Regions from separate parts of the Sus scrofa genome. Here regions 1 and 2 are each linked to region 3. A link is a contact called in public targeted proximity ligation data. All regions are on one chromosome and are shown on one strand. The core of a region is the stretch at or near the end of the contact, and the rest is flanking DNA. Distances in the headings are between cores, read along the strand shown.

Region 1 (3,759 bases), core at 446-2,945, 150 kb before region 3:
CCTGCCATATCCCAGGGACCAGAGCAAGTTCTGGGGCCCAAAGATGAACAGGACAGAATCTCTGTCAAAGTTGGACAGTGTCTTCCTACTTGCTGAAGCTAATGGACTCTTTTCAGTCATCATCCTATTTGGCTTCTTGGCAGCCTGCGATGCATCCGAACACTCCTCTATTTTTTTTTTTTTTTTGGCTTTTTGTTTTGAACACTCTCTTGTTCAAGTTTCCTTTGGCTTTAGTGACACTTGTTCTTTTCTGATTCTTCACAGATCTCTCTGACCATTGCTTGTAATCTTCCTTCTTAGCTGTTTTCCTCTACAGTTCCTTTTTTTTTTTTTTTTTTTTTTTTTGCCTTTTTAGGGCTGCACCTGCGGCATATGGAGGTTTCCAGGCTAGGGGTTGAATCAGAGCTGCAGCTGCCAGCCTACACCATAGCCACAGCCACTTGGGATCCAAGCCGCTTCTGTGACCTACACCACAGTTCACTGCAATGCCAAATCCTTAACCCACTGAGCAAGGCCAGTAATTGAACTTGCGTCTCATGGATACTATTCAGCTTCATTACCGCTGAGCCACAATGGGAACTCCCTTCCTCTCCAGCTCTTAGATGGTGATGTCCCCAGGGCTCTGTCCTTAGCCCACCTCTCCTCAGATCTCCTGCATGATCTTCCTTATTCACCTCATGCTGCTTTCGGGCTGATGTCTCCTAATCCATGTCCCTAATCCCAACTGCCTGTGTGGCATATGTCCAACTGTGTATGGGACATGTAACAGTCAGATGCCCCAAAGGCATTTCAAAGTCAACACATCTGGAGGGAAAAATATCTCTCCCCTAAGCGCAAGTTCCTCTTCCTGTGTTTTTCTTTTCATTAACCCAGTTACCCAAGTGTCAAACTTGAGAGACATCCTACATTGGCCCATTTTCTCAGCCTCCAGATTACATCGGCTTCCAAGTCTGGCCACTTCTACTGGGTTAGTGTTTTCAAGCAGTTCCCTCTCCTCCATGCCCTAGCTACTGCCCAGTCATATTTTGCTCAGAGATCACCTCTCAACTTGTCTCCATACCCTCCGTGCAGCCTCCACTCATCTACCACTGCCAGGACCAGCTTTCTGGTGAGCAAATCAGCAGGTCATTGGCTCTTCAGGACCAACAGCACAGGACAGATGAAGCCCGTGCTGACCTTTCCTATTCTGCCACTCTTGCTGTCCAGTCCTTTGCCCCACCCTAGCAATCATCATCCTGTGAACCATCTGCTTATTTCCTTGCAGAACCGGGGCCAGGCCCCTGGCCCTTTGCACATGCCTTTTCCTTCTGCCTGGAAGTGAAGGTCTAATTGGTTAACAATGGACGTTAAGTTCTCCAGTATCACCCTGCATAGAATTTACCGCGTTGTTTTAGGCTACTTACAGGGGGTATTTCTTTCACCGGAAGGAGGTTTCACAGTCCAGAGATTCTTGTCCTGTTCCTCTTTGGTCTCCAGAAACTGCTATAGTCCCTGGGATATGGTGGGTGCCCACCTCGAGGAATAAGAACGGAAATGCTTTCTATATTTCGAGTGGGCTCTTTGCCTCGTCAGCTGACTTTTCTGGAGTCCTGAACCCTCAGGCTCCTCGCCCTCCCCTGCCTCTCAGGTGAAGGGCAGCCGGGTGGCTCTCTGCCTTCCGGCTGGGCAGGGCGGCTGCCCGCGCGCCTGCGCCCTCTGCTGCTCCGCTCCGGGCGCGTCTGTGCGTCTGGGTCTGTTTGGAGAGGCTTGGGTGACAGGCGAGGGGTGGGGGGAAGAGTTCAGCTTGACTCACAGTCTCATTCACTGATTTCGCCCGCTGGACCGAGGCTGCCTCCCCAGGCGGTTCCTAACTACCCTCGCACCTCCGAGGTCCCCACTGCCGCCTCTCCACTTTCAGCGACGGACCGACCGGCCGACTCTCGAGTGAGTAGCGGCGGCTCATGCGCCCGGCAGCGCTGCAAGCTGTCGCCGGAGGTCCTGTCTGTCTTCCTGCGGGCCGTGCTTGTGTGTACGCGCGCGCGCGCGCGCGTGTGTGTGTGTGCGCTCGCGCGCGCAAGGGGAGTCCCTGGGGTCCCACGCCATCTCCGAGAGCCCCCTGCCGGGGTCCGTGTGTTCTCCCGAGGCTGCGCTGCGGTGCGGGCGCCCGCCCGGCAGGGGCTCCAACGCCCCCGGCGCGGGCAGCGAGTTTGCCGGGATTCCCTGGCTCCGCGCACGGCCGCGGGTGGGGTTTCCCGGGAAGACGCCTGGGCAAGGAGGCGGCGGGAAAGCCCCGGCTGTGAGCGGCTGGCAGGCGGGGAATCTGGGAGCGGGTCTGGCACAGAAGCGCCGAGGGAGACGCCGGAGCGGCGCCCCGGAATCCCAGCCTCTCCGCCTTTCTCCCTTACCCTTCCTCCTTTCTTTTCTAGCAGCATCACAAAAGCGCGCCGCAGAATGAAACCCAAGGCAGCGAAGTCCTGCTCTCCTCTCCCACCTGGTGCACATTCCCACCCCCTACCCGCGGCTGGAGGAATGGAGTGGGAGTCCCCGAGATTAGGGAAACAGGTTTACCCCGGGGACACACCTGTTTCCCGCCCGCGCTGAAATCAAGCTGGGTGCCGGATCGCACGAAGGGTTCCGATGCAGAAACGCCGGGGTGTATGTGTGTGTGTGGTGTGCGTGTGTGCGTGTGTGTGCGCGCCCGCGCGCACCCGGAGCCCACGCTGTTGGGGTGCGCTCGATGTAAATAGCACACTTCCCCGCCGTCCGGCGTGTGCCAAACCAGCTCTGTGAGCTCCCGGGGCGCTGTGACAGCGCGTCGGCATCTCTTTGTTTGGTTGTGGCTTCCCTACCTCTCCGCAAAGCAAATTGATTTTCGGTTTCGCTTGACACCGCGCGCAGGGACTTCGTGTGGGCCGCAGCCTCGAATGCCCCTGGTATTTGTAATTGAATAGTTGTCTCTGCCGGCTGGGGGCAGGGGTGTTATTTTTAGTGTTGGGAATAAAGAAGCAAGCACGTTGACCTTTTTGCCGCCGCCTTGGGCCTTGAATACATGTCTCTGGTTGATAGAGAAGAGGAATTCACATCCAGTCGCGCACACGTGCCTGGGCACAAGTGTGTACACACATTTCTACGCACGTAGCTTTCTTTTCCTTTTCTTTTTAAAAGTCAGTACTGGGGATGCATTGTCTTTGGAAAAAAAAAACTTTCCTTTGTTCTTTTGGGCTTTTTCTATTTTGAGTAAGGGAGTAGGAGTACCAAAAGGTTGCAATTAGTTCACTCGAATAAAAGACACTGCCTCTGAGTCAGAACTGCCAGGTTGATAATTATTAACATATAAAAGCAGATGAGCTGTTTAAGGCAAAAGGGGCGGGGAGGGGGCTGGTCCACCGTAGACAATGAGGGAGGGTCTTTGCCGACCGCCTGCTGCTTATTGTTCGGGCACTAGAGGCTGCAGCCTGCAACCGCCTCCTCCTCCAGGGCTTCGCTTCTCATTTGTCCCTCTGTCCCACTTGGGACCGTCCGAGTCCCCCAGCGCCCAGCGTTGTTCCCCTTCCTCCTGCCGGGGGTGCCGGGACGCCGGCCCCAGCCGCAGCTGCCTTTCGCTGACCGCCTTCTCTCTGCTTTGCAGGTTGGCAGCTTTGCGCCCGAGGGTTTCGCGAGCAGAGGCGGCGAGGACAGGGCGTCTCTGGCCCAGTCAGCCAGGAAGCATGCGGTTCGGGCAGCAGCGCTAAGCGCCCCCACGCTGGGCACGGGGCGTACGAGCTCCGCGCGGCTAGCAGA
Region 2 (4,200 bases), core at 438-2,937, 210 kb before region 3:
AAACGGAATCTGACTAGTATCCATGAGGATGTGGGTTCGATCCTTGGCCTTGCTCAGTGGGTTGGGAATTTGGTGTTGGGGTGAGCTGTGGTGTAGGTCACAGACTCGGCTTAGATCCTGTGTTGCTATGGCTGTGATGTAGGCTGGCAGCTGTAGCTCTGATTTGACCTCTAGCCTGGGAAGCTCCATGTGCCACAGGTGCAGCCCTAAAAAAAATAAAAAAATAAAAATAATATTATCTGGGATCTGGCATTGCCATGAGCTGTGGTGTAGACCACAGATGCTGCTCAGATCCCGTGTTGCTGTGGTTCTGGTGTAGGCTGGTGGCTACAGCTCTAATTGGACCCTATCCTGGGAACCTCCATGTGCCGCGGGTGTGGCCCTAAAAAGACAAAAAGACCAATAATAATAATAATACTACCTGATGTGGTTGTCAGAAGGATTTCTTTTTTTTCTTTCTTTCTTTTTTTTCCCTTTACGGCCGCACTTGCAGCATATGGAGGTTCCCAGGTTATGGGTTGAATCGGAGTAGCAGCTGCCTGCCTACACCACAGCCACAGCAATGCAGGATACAAGCTGTGTCTGCAACATACACCACAGCTCATGGCAACGCCAGATCCTTAACCCACTGAGGGAGGCCAGGGATGGAACCAGCAACCTCATGGTTCCTAGTCGGAGTCATTTCCGCTGTGCCACAACTGGAACTCCTGTCGTGAGGATTAAAGACACACAAGGTCTAGTATCAAGTTCTCCAAGGCCAACTGCAATGATTTTTAATAGTCCTTGCCTCAGAGGGTTTTTTTTTTTTTTTTTTTTTTTTTTTTTGGTGTGTGTGTGTGGCTACACTCATGACATGTGGAAGTTCCTGTGCCAGGGATCAAACCCATGCCCTGGCAGTGACTTGAACCACTGTGGTGACAATGCTGGAACTTTAACCCACTGTGCCACAAAGGAACCCAAGAGGGCATTTTATTTGTTTTCTTTTTTTCTTTTTTAGGGTTACACCTGAAACATATGGGAGTTCTCAGGCTAGGGGTAAAATTGGAGCTGCAGCTGCTGGTCTATACCACAGCCACAGCCCTATCAGATCTGAGCCACATCTGTGACCCACACAGCAGCTTGTGGCAATGCTGGATCCTTAACTCACTGAGCAAGGCCAGGGATTAAACCCGCATCCTCATTGATACTAGTTGGATTTGTTACCTCTGAGCCACAACGGGAACTCCAAACTTTCCTTTTCTATCACCTACTTGTGCCTTGCTGATTTGCAGAATACAGTGATTTGTATTTTTGTCTAATCTCCACTTTCAGACTCTAAACTCATTGTGGACAGAGACTGGGTTTACACCTTCCAAGTCTCCACAGCATGTGGCATCTTGCTTGCTCATAAAAGACACTTAAATTGAGCTTATTGAGTGAATGTCTTAAGGTTCAGAATCAAACTATGATAGGACATACCAGGGAAAATTATTAATAAAATAGGTCTTAATTGCTGGAAATATTTTACCAATGTTTGCTGACTGTTTTAAGGGTTGCGGGAGCCCCACGAATTCCACTCCTCCCCCGTCTTTGTAAACACACTTTTCAATTCCTCCAGGTTACCCTAAGCGCCTTCTATACAGCAATTCTGACGGGCCACGAGTCTGTGCTCTGGATTTCCCCAAAAAGTAGAGCGCTTTGCTGTTCTTTCTACCTATGCCCTCGCGCCCTCTGCTGGAAATGCCTAGAAGTGATTCTCAAAACTGCTGGAACTGGCACTTTCTCCCGGATTTGCTGGGAAAGATGATCTTTCCCCCCCTTAATTTTGGGGAAAGATGAATAGTTTCACTTCTTTATTTTTCCTCATCTCTTTCCTCAGCCAGTACTGAACTCCTTCCTGGAGGCGAGCACTTCCGTTCGTGGAGTGGTCCTGAGTTTCCTCCAGCTGTTCTGTCCTTTTGCAGAGCCCAGCTCAGGGTTCCCATGGAGCGGAGCTCTCTGACCCGACTCGGGGTGAAATGACACCGGGCAGACCATCCCGCTCTTCGGAAGGGCACCTGGGAACTCTGAATTCACTGAACCCAAATCAATGTAGTGCATTCTAATCCACTTAAGAAGGCATTGCGTTTTCTAGCAGCCCCCAGGAAGGGGAACGTGTGGTGGGACAGAAGAAACGCGGTGGAGAAAAACGCAGGTTAGCCAACCACCAAGCTGTGCTAACATGTGCGAGGTGGGGTGTCAGACCTGCTTCTTAGCCACTGCATTGGCTGTGAGTGGAACTTGAGACCCTCTTTCGAACTGTTGAAAATACAAAGATCAAGTCTGCAAATGTTAAGGGTTTACTGTCACTGTATCTAAAAATAAACTGATGGAGTTCCCATAGTGGCGCGGAACCGAATCCGACTAGGAACCATAAGGTTTCGGGTTCCATTTCTGGCCTCGCTCAGTGGGTTAAGGATCCGGCGTTGCCGTGAGCTGTGGTGTAGGTCGCAGATGCGGCTCCGATAGGGTGTTGCTGTGGCTGTGGTGTAGGCTGGTGGCTACAGCTCCGATTGGACCCCTAGCCTGGGATCCTCCATATGCCTGTGGGTACGGCCCTAAAAAGGACAAAAAGACAAAAACAAACAAACAAACTGACAACTGAGGACAAGTAAAACCATTCCCTGGGCTGAAACCAAAGATAAATTTCTACTGTCTTGTAGACGACATCGTATTATGCCATGAACAACATCCTCAGCAACATTCTTGCAATAAATGTGAGTGCCCTATAGATATATCTATTAAGATTCCTTCACTATAGGCTGAGGGCTCACTACCAAAGCACAATTCATTAGAGGTAATTTGAGGATGGGTTAGGACAGTGTTTGGTATATAGGAAGAGTTGGGTCCAAAATACACACCAGGACGAAGAACATTCTGGCAAACTGGCAAGTCACTGGCATTTGCCTGAGTACATTTTCTTCCACAGAACACTTTCCAAGTTGGTTGTGGATACTATTTTCAGCTGTGGATTATCCTCTGTCGGAGCTGTTAAATGATCATGATTATTTCCTAATACTCAGCAAAAATCCCACCGCACCAAAGTTAAGGAACACAGACCCTTCCTGCCCTTGGGCAGAATGTTAGATTATTTAAAGTGAGATTTAGAAGGTGAAGAGAAGAACCCATGATCTGCAACACAGTGCAGAAGACCCGTTAGTCACTGCTTTAACAACTCCCAGCTATTGCATGACATCTCTTCTCTGTCAGTTTTCATCATTTGTGCTATTATATATTATATGACGGTGAGCAAAACACAGGGAAGGTCAAATTGATTTAGTCCAGACAAGGTCATTTGTCCAGGCTCATCTTTTCAAAAATTATCAGTGGCCAAGAGTTTTCTTATGGAATAGTAGGTGAAGAATCTGGCATTGTCAGGTTACTGCTGTGGTGTGTTTGATCCCTGGTCTGGTCTTTCTGTATGTGGCCAACAAATAAACAAACAAAAAAGAGTGATAGTTCTTTCCTCTTTATTATTATTATTTTTGGCTTTTTTTTTTTTTTTTAAGGCTGCACCTGCAGCATATGGAGATTCCCAGGCTAGGGGTCCAATTGGAGAGATAGCTGCCAGCCTACGCCACAGCCACAGCAACACCACATCCGAGCCGTGTCTGTGACCTACTCCACAGCTCATGACAATTCTGGATCCTTAACCCACTGAGCAAGGCCAGGGATCCAACCTGCAACCTCATGGTTCCTAGTCAGATTTGATTCCGCTGCACACAATGGGAACTTCTCTTTCCTCTTTAAAAGTGGTAAAAAAAAAAAAAAAAAAAAAAAGGTGACCAGGAGTTCCCATTGTGGTGCTTTGGAAATGAATCTGACTAGTATTCATGGGGATGCGGGTTTGATCCCTGATCTTTCAGTGAGTCAGGGATCCGATGTTGCCATGCCCTGCGGTGTAGGTTGCAGATGCAGTTTGGCTCCGGTGTTGCTCTGAGTGTGGTGCAGGCTGGCAGCTACAGCTCTGATTCGACTCCTACTGGAAACTTCCATATAGCAGGTGCGGCCCTAATAAAAAAAAAAAAATAGGTGATCAATATTTTGCCTTAATTTGTGTGTTTATTTTTATGAAGCTTCTAAATGTCAGAACTGAGACTGGGTTTTGCTGTATTTTGTTTTTGGCTCTGCCTGTGGCATACAAACGTTCCTGGGCTAGGGATTGAACCTGAGCCCCAGCAG
Region 3 (4,091 bases), core at 1,409-3,908:
GCCTTGGTGCTAAAAGTATTTCATGCATGCTCACCGCAAAAACAAACAAACAAAAAAACCCCACTGAATTCACAGTATTTCACTGAGAAGGGACTGCATGTGCTTTGCTTTTGGAAATCTGGAGAACTTCTCAGAAAACAAGCTCTCATTACTCTCATTACTACAGTTAATCCATGAACTTAACACTGCAAAAATGAAGAGTGTGGGGGGGAATACTTTTTTTATGGAAAACCCAGCGCTTTTGATATTTATTTTAACAAGAAAAATCAGATGCTAAAAATAATTTCAGAGAGAGGCGAAAACTGTTTCAGATAGACTTTTCTTATTTCTTCTCCAAAAAAAACAAAACAAAACAAAAAACCTTACACCCATGTACCTTGTTTTTAATATTGAAGTTTGGAAGGTGTTGTCTTTTTCTGGTATTCTGCTATTACAGATGAAAATCAAAGGAGAAGATATTATTGATAACTAAAGTAATGCCAGGGATGTATTAAACCAAAGGGGTGAACAAAAGAAGTTTAAAGTTTGTATGTAGAAATGAAAAACAAGGACAATTGGTAAAACTTTATAGTGGGCATTTTTCTTCAAATACATACCTCTCCCCCAAATATTCATTTAGAAGCATCAAACTGGCAGGTCAGCCTCTAACTCCTTAGTTACAGGAAGTGTAATACTGTGTCAAATAAACTGGCATTAGGATCCTAGTGGAGTGTGTGTCCAGCGTGTGTGTTTTTGTTTGTCTAGGTGTGCTTGCGATGAAAGGCTGTTTTGAGTTCTTGAGCAAAGGGAGTTTGATTTTGTGGTTTTTAAAATGACTATTTATTCGAAGACCTCTTAGGGTCATTGAAAAGATGTATAATTTCCTGTGTTCAATGAAATCTATTGTCAATGTACTAATAAACCTTGGTTTACAACATCTGGAATACTTGATTATTGAAAATTCAGAAAAGAGGTAAAAGAAAAAAGAATAAAGTGTGTTGGATTGAAATTAGTTTGTTTCTTAGGATTTTTGTTCTTGGAAGGGATGAAATAATGATGCCAATGTTTTCTCCCTCTATAAAGACCCAGTGTTTGTTTGGTTTTTTTTAAGTTATTGTATTGCTTTTTATTGTGTAAAATTGTTTCATTGATTTATGTCATCAAGAAAGAGGGTGGAGTTCCTGTGGTGGCGCAGTGGAAACGAATCCTGCCAGGAACCAAGAGGTTGCCGGTTTGACACCTGGCTTCGTTCAGTGGGTCAAGGATCTGGCATTGCTGTGGCTGTGGTGTAGGTTGGCGGCTACAGCTCCAATTAGACCCCTAGCCTGGGAACCTCCATATGCTTTGGGTACAGCCCTAAAAAGACAAAAAGAAAGAGGGTTACCAGTAGAGTGCTTTGATGGGATTAAATGGGCTTAACTTACTCTGGAAAATGGTAGTAATGAACTCTTTATGTAACTGATAACTCTGCCTCAAAACCAAATGTCCAATGTAAGAACTATTAGGATTATAGTTTTAGGAACCTGCAGTACCGCATTTTCCATTGAGTCATCAAAGACAGTAATTTTAACTATTTCACTACTTACCTATTTCAATTCAAATAGAATTTGGGGTTGCAGAATTATGCGCCTTGAATGTGGTTGGCATTATTCAGGATAGGCTACGTTATACGTATGGAACATGCCAACCTCCAAATCTCAGTGGCTTCATAGCACAGAGGTTTATTTCTCATTTACAGAATATGTCTCTATGGGTCGTTTCCAGAGAGCCCCTCAGAAACCCTGTCTGACAAAGACTTCCCCATTTTGAGGTCGCATCATTTAGAACTTTAAGGGTTGCTGAGGCCAGGAAAGGAAGGGCCCAGAGAAAGGCAAAGGGACTTGGCTCTTTCTCAGCCCTGAAGGGACACATGTCACATTGCATTAGTCTGAACTAGTACCACGTCCTTGCTTAAGTGCTGGGATCCTGGCAGTGTTGGGGAACATATGGCAGCCCTTTGATGGGTATTATTCTTTGCCACACAGTTGACCATGATCAGGTAAGGATATTCCTTTTGTCTTTTTTTTTTTTTTTTTTTTTTTTGTCTTTTTGCTGTTGTTGTTGCTATTTCTTGGGCCGCTCCCGTGGCATATGGAGGTTCCCAGGCTAGGGGTTGAATCGGAGCTGTAGCCACCGGCCTACGCCAGAGCCACAGCAACACGGGATCCGAGCCGCGTCTGCAACCTACACCACAGCTCACGGCAACACTGGATCCTTAACCCACTGAGCAAGGGCAGGGACCGAACCCGCAACCTCATGGTTCCTAGTCGGATTCGTTAACCACTGCGCCACGACGGGAACTCCAAGTAAGGATATTCCTAAAGGAGTCCAACTCATTTTTCTAAAAACTGGTAAATCGAGGGCAATTCTCAAGCATAAAAAGTAATTTCCAAAGGAGTACATATCAAAGCTTGGTCAGCACAGCTGTTAAACGCTCTCTTTCCTTAATCTCTACTAGATAATAAGCGAATCATTGCTCAAGGGGCCCAGGAGGTGGCTTGAGACTGGAGGAAGAACTTGTGATCGGACAAGAAAAAGTCCTGGATGTTGAGGTCTTGTCTTATGTCCAGCAGAGTTCTCTAAGTAAACTGGCATCTAAAACTTTTAGGTGAGAGGCGGAAGGAGCTAAAGGAGCCATGGAAATAACAGCATGACTCATAGACTGAAGTGCAAAGTGGTTATATTTAGACTCCAGCCTCAAGCACCCTAGGTGGAAAGCAGGGCAATTGATTTCCATTTCTCACTCCAGCCCGCCCTTGCACACCTAAACTAAAAGGTCACAGTGGCCCAAGATGCATGGACTATTGGAGGGAGCGTTTGCATCTGTGCTGACTTTCTTTTCCTCCCTGGCTTGGTTCATTTATCTAGGGAGCCATTTATGCAAAGAGCAAATAATAACCCCTGCCCAATTCTACCACCTTCTCTTCAATGACATGTGGAATTTAAGCAAAAGGGTTTCTCTTGAATCTCTTCAATACCCACACTTTCAAGGGAGAGGCAGAGCCATTCTGGATACTATGCTGTTTGAAATACACAAACGAGAGAACCGTTTCTCTTTAAGAAATGAAGGGAGGAGTTCCCGTCGTGGCGCAGTGGTTAACGAATCTGACTAGGAACCATGAGGTTGCGGGTTCGGTCCCTGCCCTTGCTCAGTGGGTTGACGATCCGGTGTTGCCGTGAGCTGTGGTGTAGGTTGCAGATATGACTCGGATCCTGCATTGCTGTGGCTCTGGCGTGGGCCAGTGGCTGCAGCTCTGATTAGACCCCTAGCCTGGGAACCTCCATATGCTGCGGGAGCGGCCCAAGAAATGGCAAAAAGACAAAAAAAAAAAAAAAAAAAAAAAAAAGAAAAGAAATGAAGGGAGCAGAAAGGTTATGAATGTGGCCACTCATCTTCCTTGCTTCGTCCCAGACTTGGTAAAACCTCAGCATTTTAAAAGCTGTTAAAAAGCATCCAGTGCCTTTCTTTTTCTTGAAATTGCCATCTGGGCAGAGATGGCCTCTGTAGCTTCAGGGTATGGGAGCCAAAAACGTTCTTTAATTGCACAGGGTCATTGGAAAGCAAAGAGATCAATATTCAGTGCTCACTCTTGAATTTAAATGTCAAAGTTTGATGCATTTCCAACTCATAACACTGATATAAATCAGTAGAAGGCCAAGATATTCTTTGGCCTGCTGGAATGGCCAAGATCCTAGGCACTGAAAAAGAATGAGTCTGCTATGGATCAAGTTGTTCTAGGTGTTTTCTTGTTGAAATGGTTGTACTGCTGCCCTTTTTTTTTGTTTTTTGTTTTTGCATTTTAGGGCTGCCCCCGCAGCATAGGCTAGGGGTCTAATTGGAGCTGTAGCCGCTGGCCTACACCAGAACCACAGCAACGCCAGATTCAAGTTATCTCTGTGACCTACACCACAGCTCGTGGCAATGCCAGATCCTTAACCCACTGAGTGAGGCCAGGGATCGAACCTGCAACCTTATGGTTCTTAATTGGATTCATTTCCGCTGCGCCGTGACGGGAACCTCCCTCCTACCTTTTTTTTTTCCTTTTTTTTTTTTTTTTTTTTTTGATTTTAGA

What was found.
Region 1: a contact with region 3 is called in a targeted proximity ligation map of skeletal muscle. A contact is called at or near these places in 7 of 47 Hi-C or Micro-C datasets (embryonic fibroblasts, fetal heart ventricle, fetal skeletal muscle and 3 more) and 1 of 2 datasets of targeted methods (skeletal muscle).
Region 2: a contact with region 3 is called in a targeted proximity ligation map of skeletal muscle, with 9 times the contacts expected there. A contact is called at or near these places in 16 of 47 Hi-C or Micro-C datasets (alveolar macrophages, embryonic fibroblasts, fetal heart ventricle and 9 more) and 1 of 2 datasets of targeted methods (skeletal muscle).

What each region holds. Positions count from the first base shown.
Region 1 is chr4:65,437,526-65,441,284 of Sscrofa11.1, forward strand. It overlaps SLCO5A1 (solute carrier organic anion transporter family member 5A1), which reads left to right and starts at 1,696. Exons shown (of 11, transcript XM_005663031.3): 1 at 1,696-1,923; 2 at 3,608-3,759.
Region 2 is chr4:65,376,199-65,380,398 of Sscrofa11.1, forward strand. No RefSeq gene overlaps it. Among named protein-coding and RNA genes, the nearest start is that of SLCO5A1, 61 kb to the right of the region's middle.
Region 3 is chr4:65,588,128-65,592,218 of Sscrofa11.1, forward strand. It overlaps SLCO5A1 (solute carrier organic anion transporter family member 5A1), which reads left to right. Exons shown (of 11, transcript XM_005663031.3): 11 at 1-988. Among named protein-coding and RNA genes, the nearest start is that of SLCO5A1, 150 kb to the left of the region's middle.